Linked DNA regions of Mus musculus: region 1 is linked to region 2. Evidence: chromatin contacts called from public HiChIP or PLAC-seq data. All regions are on one chromosome and are shown on one strand. Each heading gives the region's core, a stretch centred on a gene start, on an enhancer-like site or on the middle of the called end of the contact. The rest is flanking DNA. Distances are from core to core; before and after follow the strand shown. Region 1 holds the start of Vamp9 (vesicle-associated membrane protein 9). Region 2 holds the start of Bmp3 (bone morphogenetic protein 3).

The links. HiChIP or PLAC-seq counts read pairs in DNA pulled down with a chosen protein or histone mark.
Region 1: a contact with region 2 is called in an H3K4me3 HiChIP or PLAC-seq map of embryonic midbrain, with 7 times the contacts expected there. The contact joins the promoter of Vamp9 here to the promoter of Bmp3 in region 2. A contact is called at or near these places in 1 of 39 promoter capture datasets (hippocampal neurons) and 1 of 115 datasets of contacts at active chromatin or transcription factors (embryonic midbrain).

Annotation. Positions count from the first base shown.
Region 1 is chr5:99,902,781-99,909,490 of GRCm38.p6, forward strand. Vamp9 (vesicle-associated membrane protein 9) reads left to right here and starts at 3,485. Exons shown (of 6, transcript NM_001378420.1): 1 at 3,485-3,625. The coding sequence starts at 3,548.
Region 2 is chr5:98,850,886-98,858,268 of GRCm38.p6, forward strand. It overlaps Bmp3 (bone morphogenetic protein 3), which reads left to right and starts at 3,530. Exons shown (of 3, transcript NM_173404.5): 1 at 3,530-4,537. The coding sequence starts at 4,228. It overlaps Gm34563 (a long non-coding RNA gene), which reads right to left and starts at 3,622. Exons shown (of 3, transcript XR_389376.3): 1 at 3,542-3,622. RefSeq lists a silencer at 1,912-2,416 and a promoter at 2,754-3,617.

The DNA of each region.
Region 1 (6,710 bases), core at 2,235-4,734, 1.1 Mb after region 2:
AGCTATATAAGCCTCACTTTCTCCTGTTTTCTCCTATTCTCTAAACCCCACTGTAGGCAGATAGCCCTTTCTGGAAGAAAATAAAGCTTGCTTAATTTGACTAAAACATTTGGGTCCGTGGTCTCTACTCTCATTTTGTGGGATTAGCAGGTGAACAAGCCATAAGGACAAGCCACTCTGCAGCATTCTTCCATGGCCTCTGCATCAGTTCTATCTCCCAGGTTCCAGCCTTGAGTGCCTGCTGTGACCTCCCTGAATGACAGATTACAAGCTGTAAGGCAAAATAAGCCATCTCTTCCCCTAAGTTACTTTGGTCATGGTATCTCATTACAGCAAAAGAAACCCTAAGATAGAAAGTCTAACCCAAAGGAAGGGCACATAAAACTATATGGAAGCCTACATTCTCACAACCCAATTTTTTAAAATTGGAGGGATGGCAGGATACATAGAAAATTTTAAAGTAGGGAGGGATGCTAGTGTTTAAAGGCGTTGGCAGGGGTGAGATGGGATAGGACAGGAGAGTGTTACCATTAACTGTCGACATGGCGTGGCCTAGAATCTCCTGAGAAGGAGTTTCAAGTGAGTCTTCATCAGGTTGGTCTGTGGGAATGTCTATAAGGAGTTTTATTAATTGATAACTGATGTAGGAGGCCCAGCCCACTGTGGTTTATTTCCTGGGCAGATGGTCCTGGAATCTATAAGAAAGTTAGCTGACAAAGACACCATGCACTTCAGGAACGACACCCAGGGACCCCTGAGCTGGAGCTGACCTGAATTTTCAGTCCTTGAGGACTGCTCTCATGGTGCCAGATGGTGTCATGCAAGCTTCCAAAGGGAGGAAGCAGCCAGCAGTCCCTCCCTCCAGCTATGATGCCTAGGAAGCACATGTATGACCTGCATGATGGGATAATGCTAAGGGTGCAGGGGTGGATGCTTAGCTTGGCAATAACCAAGAGCTGTCTAATTAGACTTAAGACCCACTCAACAGGAGACAGAGCCTGCCTGGGCCTGAAATCTTAGCTAACTGCTCAGTGCTAGTGAGGTCGTGGTTATTAGCAGAGAATCTACAACCTCTGGTTTACTAGACCATCAGAATACCTAACAACATTCTATAAACATTGCCTCAATACCCATAAATAAGTGTAGTATAGTCCCCACCCCTCATCAAGGAACTGTCACTTTGTAACAAAGAGATCACTACAGAAAACCACAATTAATCAAGTTGTGGAGTCCAGCCCCAATGGATACCTTCTGTAAAACACTCTCACGGAACCTAAGGCTAAGGGGATATTGTGGAAGAAGAAGGATTTTAAGATCCAGAAGATGAGGGAGTTTGCTGTGAGATGGTGTCTCCTAGTAACTTCAAAGACTGCACCCAGAAAGTCTCACCCACGTGACTGGACAAAGACGAGCTGAGCAAGGACGACACCAATGGGCATGCCAACGTGGGTCGGGAAAAGCCCGTGAGCCCTCATCCTTACATGAAGAACTCAGGACAACCGAGGGAGGCTGGGAACAGTAGCAGGGAAGGACACACCCACTGACTGTCCAACGCCCAACAGCCATCTCTGAAAGCATACATACAAGGAACACTATATAGAGTGAGCAGGTTATATTTAGGAATATATATATGTACATGCATGCAATGTATGCATGCAATAACAATTAGTGAAATAAGCCATGGATTTGGAGGAGAGGGGCATATGGGAGGGTTTGGAAGAGGGAAGGGGAGAAAAGAGAAGGGAGAAACGCTATGCTATAATTATTATAATCTCAAAATACTAGAAAAAGGAAGCAAACAAGCTGAGCTGTAACCTCACAGCAAGGCCCTGTTGCTGAAGGAACATTTACGTATGTTATTAAACATGGAAAAACCAGACTGATGCCCACATACAAGATCTGCCCCACTGACTAGCACTCATAGTGCTGGGAAGTAATTCGCACACTACTGGAGGGGAAAAGTAATAGCTGATTTCACAAAGCTACAAACCATAAAACCTACAACAGAGTCCAGAACCTGCAAGATGTACTGATGTAGCACAAATGATATGGTAGTGACCAACTTTTAGATTTATTTTATGCGCATGGGTAGTGTGTGTGTGTGTGTGTGTGTGTGTGTGTGTGCATGTAATCTATGTGTCTTGTGCCACAAAGGTCAGAAGAGAACGTCATATCCCCTGGATCAGATGATATGAACCACCATGTGGATACTGAGAATTTAACCGAGGTCCTATGCAAGAGCAACACATGCTCTTAACCACTGAGCCAATGCTACAACTCCAAAGATATATTCATTTGATGAGTATTTTGGCTGCATGTATGTCTGTGTACCACATGATGCCTGGAACCCACAGAAGTCAGATGTTAGATACCTTGAAACTGGAGTTATGCATGGTTGTAAGCAGCTATGTACGTGCTAGGAACTGAACCCTGGTCATCTGCAAGATCAGCCAATGCTCTTACCAATGAACCATCTCTCCAGCCCTCCAACTACTTTTTGATTAGATTTAAGTCCCGCTTCATGAAATGGAACTCATATATGACACTAAAAGTGGCCAAGAACCTGGGTTTGGATAGGTCATGGGCCTAGGGGAAACATACTACCATAAAATGACCTCTAAGGACAAATTGTTATGCCCACCGAGCAGAGCGCTGCTCAACCTCGTCAGAGAAGCTTTTTCTTACAGTAGATGATAATTAACACAGAGAACCCCAACTGGGCAGTCAGAGAGTGAGACTTTGGAGCCCTTACGCCCCTAATGGGGTCCTTTCAATGCTGTGAACATTTTTGTCACCGCAAACTGTAACCAGCATTTGTTCAGCGTATGCTGCTCTGTGAGTAGTTACAGAACAACTCAGAGATGGTCTTCATGCTCACAAAACCAAATGCAGGCTGTGCACAAGAGGTTCCTCCAATGCTTGCTTAAATTTAAGTGTGCTGCATGCGTGCATGGTGTGTGTGTGTGTGTGTGTGTGTGTGTGTGTGTGTGTGTGTGTGATGTGCGTGCACATGTAGATGTGTCTTCCAAGGTTGCGCTCCACATTTTTTGAAACCAAGACTCACCAGACCTAAAGCTTATCAATTCAGGTAGGCCAATGAGCTACTAGGATACACCTGTCTCCACCACCACTCCACTTCTCAAAGGGGATTACATGCTCCAACCACCATGCCTTTTTTACTTCTTTTTTTTTTTTTTTTTTTTTTTTTTAGCGTGAGTTCTGGGGATTCGAACTCAGACCTCCGGGGTCTTTGCCTACTACCCCCAGCTTCGCAGCCCTAGATTGTGACTGATTCACACGTAGATGAGGCCTGGGCAGTTAAACAGCTCTTAAATGGTTTTCCAGACTACCCGGAGCACAGAGAGACCTCAGGAATCCCAAGCATGTGCGAGGACCTCGCCTAGCAAACTCACAGGCTCTGCGGGACCCACAGATGGCCCCGCCTCCTCCCCTGCCAATCAACCGTCCCTCGCGCCTGCGCGGAGCGGCGGTCCAACTGTAGCGGGCGGTTAGAAGGCGGTCCGCTTCTCTCACTGGCCTGCTGGTTATGACGATCACCTACAGCTGCGTTGCTAATGGCCGAGCGGTCCTGGCGGAGCTGGCCTTGACCGGCGGCGCCTATCAGGTACCTGAGGCTCACGCCTCGGCGTCTGAGGGTTCGGTTCCTCGAGGCTGGCGCACGCCTGGCCTCCCCTCAGGGCGCGGGGCGACCTGGAAGGACTCAGGGACCGGGAGTCCCCGCCCCCTCCAGAAGCGCTGCCTCCGAGGCGGGAGTGGGACTGCGCCTGCGCCACCCAGGGGTTGGGGCTCGTACTGCCCGCGGCCGTCTGGCGGAGATTTATAGCCATCTCCAAGTTGATAGCCCCATTACAAGGAAATGACCTGCAGTTGAACACACTTAGTGAACGTGTAAGGGTCTCAAGACTACTTCAGTTGCAGGCAGTGAGGGCCACCTGACAGCGCAGTTTGGACTCTCAGCGCCCAGGGTGGGAGGGCCATGAATTTGATGTCAGCGTGGGCTATATAGACCCAGTCTTTAAAAAGTGAGAACACAAGATGTATCACAACGTTAGAGCGCTTGCCCAGAATGTGTGAGGCCCTGAGTTCAGTTCCCCAACACACACACACACCTAGAAATTGTCAGATGCCATCTAATATTCTATCTGAACCTTAGATCAGTTGTCCCAGGGGGTAGAAAAGGTTTCGCTGAAGATAGGCTGTAATGTACTCCTGTACAGAGGAACTACTCCTAGTTTAGCACAGTCTTGCGCGCCCTCGACTGGCCAGGAAGAACAACGCTGCAACAGGATCCTTCTGCACACGTTTATTGGGAGAGCTTGATTGTAGAGGCGAAAAGACTTTTTGCCCAGAGCTGGTGCTGCTTTTATAGGCCTAGGAGAGGCGTGTCTCATACCCTGATTGGTTATGCACTAAGCCTCATTTGCATGTTCCTCATCTGATTGGCTACTCTCTCTCAGTACCTCACTGAGCCTCATTATCATCTCATTTGCATGTCTCACATCCGATTGGTTATACTCTCAGTACCTTACAGAACCTCATTATCATGCCTGGGCCAGGCAGTGTTTTTGCAAAAAACTTTACTGCATATGTACACATTGGTTGTTTGTCCAATCTTATGCATGGTGGCCAGCAGTAGTCAGTGCCACTCAGCAACGGCACATGTGGCTTCCCACATCTCCCCCTGTTTGTTTTAATAAAATGAGACTGGACTAGGCCTGTGCAATTATGCCCATCCGCCGTGGCTCCTGTTTTAGGTCATTCCTCTAATGTCACAGCCTTACCCGTCATAGGGTAACCCTATCGCCACCGGGCCCCATGTCTTAGGTTGGACTGTGCACGAGGAAAGTTGCCCGTCTCTGGATACCGCAGTGCTGTGTGACAATAACTGCTAAATGACCTAGGGCGAACTCTGCAAAAGAGGCCAGCCAAAAATTGAATTAGTGGGGAAATCATGATCACCCTATTGATGAGCAAGGGCTGATCAATGATCGTTGAGTCTCTCTCATCTAATCTCATGCTGACTAATTCTTGAGCATAGATAACCAAATTTCAGGGGAGGAGCCGTTTTCAATAGCTAAAAGTGCCTGAGTTACAATCACCTTGTCACGTTTTTGTTGGGTTCTGAATTTGCATACCAACCAGAGCATGAACGCCAGTCCACAGCATATGGCAGCACCAAACAAAATCACTCCCACCCATTCCTTAAAGTAAGAAAAAGCAGAGGTAAACCAAGAGGTAAAGTCTCCGAGGGTCACTGGTTCCACTCTGGTCCCATTAAGGTTCAGGATCTGCATCTGCAGTCTCGCCTGCAACCTCTCCAGCTCCTGCGACCAGTTCCCCTTCAGGTAATTCGATAGGTCTGTACTTTTAATAAAAGAATTATTAATATACTTATTGGGAGTAATGCACACATGCGATGTGGATGCCACACAACTCATTTGTATGACATCCATCATCCGTTCCATATTATGTTGTAAAATATCCACTCTCTGATTCACTAGCATTAACCCTGAGGCGATATGAGAATCCACCTTTTGCAGGGTAAGCAATGCTTCAGAGGATTTTTCTGCTATCTGACTTATGGTGTCAGCAGTATTAACTTGATGGGCCATAGCAGTTCCTGCGGTAACTGCTGATGCCGCGGACATCACAATGGCTGTAATAATGGCAGCTGTGATTCCAAAACCTCTCTTTTGCCGAATAAGACTCGTTATTGGGAACTTCTCTGGATCTGCCTCAACAGGCACAGGGACAAAGATTGGTAGATGAACCACTAAGGCTAAGAATTTGGTTCCATTCCAGCATTGCGTCAAAAAACAAGTGACATTTGTACAATCTAACCATTCTGTATTATTTTGAAATTCCGCCAATATAAAGAAAAATGGAGGATTGACACAAACTTCTACTGGAGAAGTAGTCATATTTCTGATAATTCTATTAGTTGTCACATTATCTAAATGAGTAGAGGTATTGGAAAGAGTGGCAGAAACATTCAATATCTCATGAAAGGTTCCAGTCAGCAATGCAAAGGCTGACAGACTGGTACTAGCACCTGCCTCATTGCTTAAAATCCATTGGTAATATGGCCAAATATTCTTTCCCTGTAGCATCTCCTTTATCGTTCATTATAGCAAAATCTAGTGGGGGTGACAAAACGAAACCCTTTGCTATTTCTTTCCGAGGGAAAATTTTTGATTGACAAGGTGAAAAAACTATAGGAAATGCGAGGTCCGGATGACACCAAGGCATGCTGCGTATAGCAGTAGCATTGCCAACAGGCCATCGTGATCTTTTGGGAATGGTCACCTTTCCCTTTATCATAATAGTGGTGATGTTTATAGGTGAAATTATATTATTTTCAACATCACCTGAGCCTGATTGCGCTCCTTGAGCAACTTGTGTTAAAGCATTAAACAACACTCCAGAGCTCCCCTTATTTTGGCTAATGGGATCTGCCCAATTAGAGATAATCTTTTTCTTTAAAAATATACAGGGTGTAAAAGGTTTATCCACATTATGCACAAAGCATAGTGTATAATTCAAATGAAAACTAGTACTATTATACACCCGTGGCTCTTGAGGAGTTTGTCGTGCACAAGGCGCATCCAAATAACATTCCGTTGCAAAAAATAAAGGTAAGGTAGAAGAATTGGAATGTACCGGTAAAGGTACTGGCCATGATCTTACTA
Region 2 (7,383 bases), core at 2,280-4,779:
ATCACTAACTGCTTACATTTTCACGGGGAGCAGGATGGGGCCTCACATGCTGCCTGCTCCTCAAAATACCTCCTCCTTATCCTCAGAGAAATGTTAGTGAAAATCTTATGTAGGTTATCACAACTGCCCTAGCTATGCCATAGTGAGTATTCAATAACCATTCTGATGGGGAGATTTTAGTATTTGGTTACACATAGTGCTTAAGTATATATATATTCTATATCACACTGCACATTCACATATATATATATATATATATATATATATATATATATATATATATATAGATCTAGGCTTTTGTAGCCAAAAGTAGAGATCAATTCAACAAACTCCACTAAAATTCAAATTGTGTTTTGCTGTGGTTTGTAGCAATAAGAAAGCCTTTCTTCAACTCTTTGCATTTAAGAAAGAGATGAGAATGAGTCCCTGTCTCCATAGCTAAATGAAAAAGTAACACTAGGGTAAAGCAGAAGTGTCCTATTACTAAAAATTAAAATGACATTTTGGACATGGTGGTTCAATATTTTAACCCCAGAACTCCGGAGGCAGAGGCCAGCAGCTCTCTGTTACTTTGAGGCCAATTTGGTCTGCACAACAAGTTCCTGGACAGCCAGGGCAATACAGAGAAGCCCTGTCTTGAAGAACCATCTAAACAAACCAAAATTAAAACAGCTCAATCTGACACAATAAAGGAATCAGGTACAAGACCAGAGATGTATTTGTACCAGTGATGTATTGAGCTCTGAAGTCCCCTCCGTAAATGAAGAAACGCTAAACCCGAATCTGACCAGAATTAGAAAGCCTATGATCTAGTTGTTTACTGTTTTAGAAGAGCAGGCATCAAAAGATGCTAACAACATTGAAACTATTTCGATGACTAGCTCTGAGACTCTATGGCTCTGACAACAGAAATCACACTCCTGCTGTCTTGACATATCCCACAGAGGCAGCCTCAGGAGGGCTGATGAGGGAGCAGTTCATTTCCAATGCAGTTTGCTTTCAAATCAATTCCCTCAAGAGTTGCTTAGGAGATGGGCACCTCTATTTGTCTTTTCTAGACACACCACTCCTGGATTCCCTGTTTCCTCTATGGCCCAGTCATTGGTAGGGCATTTATGTACATGACATAAAACAGTTTAGGGTTTAGATTTCTCCTAGTGTTACCACTTGGTTCAATGGTTTCCATATCCAGATACTAGTCTCTGAGTTACAGCTGAAAGACCCTAATAGGGATCACTCCACTACGTCGAACACCTCCTTTACTTTGCTTGGTTCAAATCTAATAGTTGGTCACTAAAGTATAAAGACGGATATAGTTTGATAACATACTGACAGGCCATTTTCCTCAAACTCAGACAACTCTCCCTAAGCAATTAAAATATCTTGGGAACTATGTTAATATTACACACACACACACACACACACACACACACACACACACACACCCATCACCAACATTCTTATCCCCTCCCTTGCTCCCTCCCTTCGTCTTCCCTCTCCTTTGGAAGGGTCTTAGTCTTGCTATATAGACTAGGGTCTGGTTTCCAATGTACAATCCCCCAAATATTGGGCCTTCTGTGTAAGTGTGTGTGTGTGTGTGTGTGTGTGTGTGTGTGTTATTTGAGCAATGGAGAAAATACAAGCACAGAGAAGTGAAGGTTTATTCAGTTAGGAAGGAGCGAAGGCATGCAGGTATGCAGCATTTCCAGTCCCCGTGCAGTGGCTTGGTACAAATTAAAAGAACCATATAGATTATAGGGCAACAAATTGTGCAGTGGAAATATGAACCAGAGTTAAAGGCATGAGGGAAGCAGTTCCTTGGAGATACCGAGAGAAAGAGGATAGAGTTTCCATCCTGAGGGCTCTGGCTGTGAGAAACTATCTACTGATGGGTCACAGTGACCACGTTGTGCAGGAGGAGTGGAGGACTTCCTTCTCCATCTGGCTTTGCTTTGAGGCAGAGCAGGAAGCTGCTGCAAGGACATTTCACACAACTGAGAAAAAGCAGAGAGGGGAGGGAACACAAAGGCTCACAGGGGAAATCAAAGGGTTAGCCTTCCAGTGCCTATTGAATTTTGCAATTAGGTTTTTATTATTAATCACAAAAGCTATTATGTGTTCTATGCCAGGCGAAGCTCACCCACATGATCTCATTGGAGCCTCTCGACCACTCTTGAAGTCTATGGCATTATCTGCAGAGCTGTTCCCAGGGTGACTAAGGGCAGAATTCAAACAGCTGAACAGTGGGTTGAGAAGTGACTGAGAGGGGGAGACCATGGTCTGCATTTGGGATACATTTGGGATAATTTGGGATAAAAGGATTGAGAGTCTACTAAAGACCAGACCTGTGCCACTCACTGAGTACTGGTTTCTAGTATTACTCCAACAAAACTCTAGGAGGGTTTATCATTCCCCAACAAAGGAGAAACTAAATGTTGAAGGCTCATTGTGACCTGCGAACCTATTTCTTTTCAAAAATGTCAATGCACCAGAGATGGGACAGTTTCCCAAAAGGGACATTGACTGAGAGTCCTACTGCCAGGAGCCATGGCAAGGGCATAGTCTGCTTAAGCCAATTTAAATGTCCGTTCCATTCTTAAGTATGTAGAGATCCTAGAGTAGAAGTCAGGCAAGTCAGGCTCCCTGGGTTTGGAGCCCAGTTCTGCCACCTGCTAGGAATCATCTTTTCTCTCAGTCTTTTAGTCTGCAACATGGGATTTGTTTGAAGGTTCTTTGAAAACAATGCACAATGCCTACGGCCCATGATTTGTGATATAGGCCTGGATCCCGCGTGCTAGAGAGGCTGAAGCAGCAGGGGTCTGAGGTCAAGGCCAGCCCTGGCTACACAGTGAAATCCTGTCTGGACACAGGGGATGACAAGTACCTAGGATATGTTATTTGCAGTAAACAGTGCTGGCTAGCAGTTTAATGTTTCTCTGACACCATAGGGTGCTGGCATGGCGTGGACAACAGAACTAGTTATATTCGAGTCTGCACACCAGGTTCTTCCTAAAGGCCCTGACTCATTCTCACATCAGCTGTCTTCAAGGAAACCTATTGAGAGAGGTCTGACAGTGCGAGCTGGACTTGTGGTAGTTAGCTTATCTTTTTAAAACATGGGGTGGAATTTCATTTTGTTTATCTCCTCCGAAGAAGATGAGGATGTATGTGAAAAGAAACTCTATGAAGAATAAGCTGTAGGAGGGCAGCGCAGGTGTCTGGGTACAGGGCCCTTCCAAGTGTCCCAGGGAAGGAGCCAACTGTGGTGTTCGTATAGTGGTGATTTTATATGGAATCAGCGGAATACAAAGCAAACTGCAAATAGCCAAAACCTCTACAACAAACAAAGGGAACAAAAAACAAAAAATAAAATAAGAACAAATAAGGGAAAAGAAACTGCTACTTGCCTCTGCCTTTTTGCTAGGAGGAATGTAGCCACTTGTGCTCAGATTTTTTAAAAAGTCCCTCCTACTCTTCCTCCATCCTCCCCTCGCCAGCGCCACCTGCCCCTCCCCGTGCGCCCTCCCTAGTCTCTCCCTACCCTTCTGGTTCTGGCTCCCTGGTTACTTCGCTCCAGGCTTCTCTCTTCTGGAGGTAGTCTTGCTCCAGCTGCCTTAGGAAGGCGAGCCAGAGGCTAGAGGGAGAACTCGCTGCAGGCGGACCGGACAGATCAGATCAGGACAAGAAGGAACAGAACCAGTCTCTCTATCTCTGTCTCTCTGTTCGTCACTGTCTCTGTGTCTCTGTCTCCCTGTCTCCCTCTTTCTCTGTCTGTCTGTCTGTCTTCACACACACACACACACACACACACACACACACACACACACACACACCACACGTCCTCTGAGAACTCAGCTGGCTGCGACAGCGCACACCCCGCCCCGGCACGCGTCCCAGGCTGGTGGAGCGCAGATCCAGATCCCCATAGCGGCAGCCCGGCCGGGTGTTCCCAGTCTCAGGTGGCACGGAAGGGAGAGCCCGCGCTTGACAACTCGGCTGCGCTCGCCCAGACCTTCCGCCCTCCGGCTGGCCGGCGAGAGGAGCTGAGCGGGCGCGGCTGCCACCCAGAGCCCACCTGCCGACCCTCGCGGCCTCGCTCCAGCTGTGCCCGGCTCTCAGTGTCCCGCTCCGCAGCTGGAGCACCACCCCGGCTCTGCCGCCGTCCCTTTCGCCTCCGAGGTGTCGCGGGCGACCCGAAGTAGAGCGGTGCGACAGCAGGACTTCGCTATGGCCGGGGCGCGCGGGCTGCTCTGTCTATGGCTAGGTTACTTCTGCCTGAACCTGGCACAGGGACAGAGACCAAACTTGCACCTCCCGGGACTCCGTGAGACTGAGCCAAGCGACCGCGCGACAGGTGGTAGCCCGAGTCCGGACCTGAGGCCGCACGACAAGGTGTCGGAGCATATGCTGTGGCTCTATGACAGGTACAGCGGCAGCAGTAGAGTCCAGGCTACCCGGACACCGGGCTCGCAGCTCCCGGGTCCTCAGCCCCTGCGCGGTGGTAACACGGTCCGCAGCTTCAGAGCCGCAGCCGCAGGTGAGTGGGAGGGAGAGGGAGCCCATCCCACCCCGGGGTGCAGAGGACAGCCCCTCCCGCCGTGCCACTCCACTCCGCTGTCTCCTGGCGGTACACTGTAGGGACCTTTCTCATATGCTGCCGTCTGGTCCCCTCTGCCCTCTCGGAATTTTCCAGGGACGTTCCGGATAAGCCTAGTTTGAGCCCAACTGAGACGGGAAAGCAGAAGAAAAGCTGGGACAGTGGCAAGGCTTAGTTAGAGGTGCAGCAGGAAAGAGGCCAAGGGAGGACACCCAGGGTCCAGAAGCCCTCTTCCAGGCACCCCTACGGAGATCTTATGCTGATGATTTAATTGCTCTGCTCGGCATAAATTCCCTCCGACGGGCTTTGGCAGCGTTTAGATCGAAGTGAATGCCATGTTATGCCAACCCTGGGCCCAGAGAGAGAAAAGCATACTCAACAGGCACTTCTCCAGACACAGAACTCACTCTTAACTCCTGCGACCTTTGGGTTGCTATATCTGACACGTTCTTCTTGATAGTCCCCTAGTGGCAAACACACAAACAAAACCAGGTGCGTGAGTGTTTAGATTATTTCTAACCCATCTGGCAAATAAGTCTTGCGAGATCCAAGCTGGGAAGCGTTAGCTTGGGAAGAGACCTCCTCTGGTGGAGAGTAAACACCTCTTAGTATCAGCGATGAAAATCTCATCTTCCCGGTTTTTTTTTTTTTTTTGGTTTATTTTTTTCAACACAGATCCTTGAGGCTGAAATTCATGGCTTAAAGCCACCCCACCCCACCCCTGCCAGCTCCTGTGCTGAAGCGAACAGTTTATAATAACAGGGTGAGGGCAAAATCTCTGGACACTCACTGTTGATCTGCTTTAAGGATGCACTAGGGTTTGTGTACATTACCTTCAGGATTAAAGGAAAGGTGATTGAAAAGTCTGCCTTCCAGACTTGGGTTGAAGAACAGTCAGGAATGTTCAAGGGTGGAGGCTGTGTCTCTAGTGCTCTCTCCATTCTGTCCAAAACACTAGATGAATTTTCTCCTGACCTCACTCGTGAGGGCTGGGAGCGGGGAGGTGGGGATATCCACCAAGGAAAGCCACTGTGAATTCACTCTGGAGCTCACGGGCACGACGCCATTTACAATAAATGTGAGTTATGCTTTTAATGCAGAGAAGAAGTCTTTAGCTAGAAGCTGAGCTAAGCCAAATTTCACTTGCTTCGTAGATCCACGGTCAGGATCTGAAAAGAGCTGTCCTCTACTTAGGACCTAGAAACCTATTCTGCCTGCTGCTGAGCATTCTAGCCACTTGAAGAGACAACTCTAATAGCCCTGACACCAGTGACCCATCTGTTTACATTAGTGCATTGCTGAGGGCAGAGCTGAGCCAAAGAGCACCGTGGGACTAACAAGGTCTGGAAGGAAGCTGGTGGGTGGGCAAAGCAGGTGGCAGTAAGGAAGATATTTAAATCATCCTGGCTTCGATATTTCTATTTGCTTATGTTCCCAGAGAGTAGTTGGGGTGTCCAAGTGACAAGCCATTTTTGCATTAACAGATTTTATTTTTAGCGCGTGTAACAACATTTGAAGGTAAATTTGGATTTTTTTTTTTTTTTTTTTGTCTCTTCCACACATACTGTTTAGCTACTGATTTTAGACTAAGTCCTGGGTAACAACTATTTACCATCTGGGCTCTCGCTCTTTCTACTCATTGTAATTCCAGTATCCATTGTCAGCCTCACTGTGTCTTATACCATCAGATGATAAACTCTTTAGCAGAGGCCAGACACTCCCTTGAAATGATGGCTTGCCCCTGTGAACATATATACAAGGCTATGCTCCCTGATAAGAAAAGTAATTCTTTAGCATCCTACAAACTGTCTTAATGACTTATTCATCAAATGCAGACACATGTGTGTGTGTGTGTGTGTGTGGTTTTGTGGAAGCTGAAGTGTCATGTTACCTCCCTAGAGACTCCTGGAGAAGTGGCTCAGGTTGGACTCTTTCTAAGAGTGTTTAGTTGCTCACACAGTGAAAGGATTTTGTTATAAGACCTGTCTGGCTGTAAAGTGGCAGGACTCCAGAAGGGGCTAAAGCTTTTGTACTTCTTTCTCCCTTCATCAGCACCACTATCCAGATACGCCCTTCGTTGGGCGACCGGAGTTGATGTAGGCAAAAGACACTATCTTGTGTTAATAAATTAGATCGACCTTCCCAGTTCAACACGCTGAAGTTCCACAACATATGTGCCCCTCTCTACCAAAGATGTTGCAGGTTTTGTGGGTGGTCAGGTGCCTGTGCTCCGTGTACGGAGTGCCCGATGGTCTGCCAGGTTCTCCGAGGGAGAGCTTACTCGGGCTGCGTGATACACAGCCTTAGAGAGCCATTTGCTCCCTGGAGCTCACCTGACTAAAATCATTCATTGTTCTAGACCTAGAGTATCTGAAATGTAGCTGCCGTGGTCTCCCTCTGACAACTTCCCTGACGGTGGGTGGCATTGATCCTAAACACACTTTCTGCTAAACTCTGCTCCCCTCTCTCAGCTCTGGGAGGTCAATGTGCCAAAACCACGAGCCTGGGGGTTATGGGGGCCGTATCTTGTAGGGGGCGTGTCTTGTAAGCTTTTCCTCTGCTATGTAAGAGTTTACGTAAAGGTGAGCTTTATCCTTCCCTTTGCAAAAGGTGATTCACAAAATTAGGGATGACAAAGAAGGCCAGGCTGATAGAAACCCATCATCCGGAGACAGAAGGGCATGGGATTAGCTTTTATTTTAATCTTGGCTTAAGTTTATCCTTAGCTACTACGGGCTGACATAATATTTTTATTGAGGTTTTCTCCTGTCTTGATCCTTTACAGT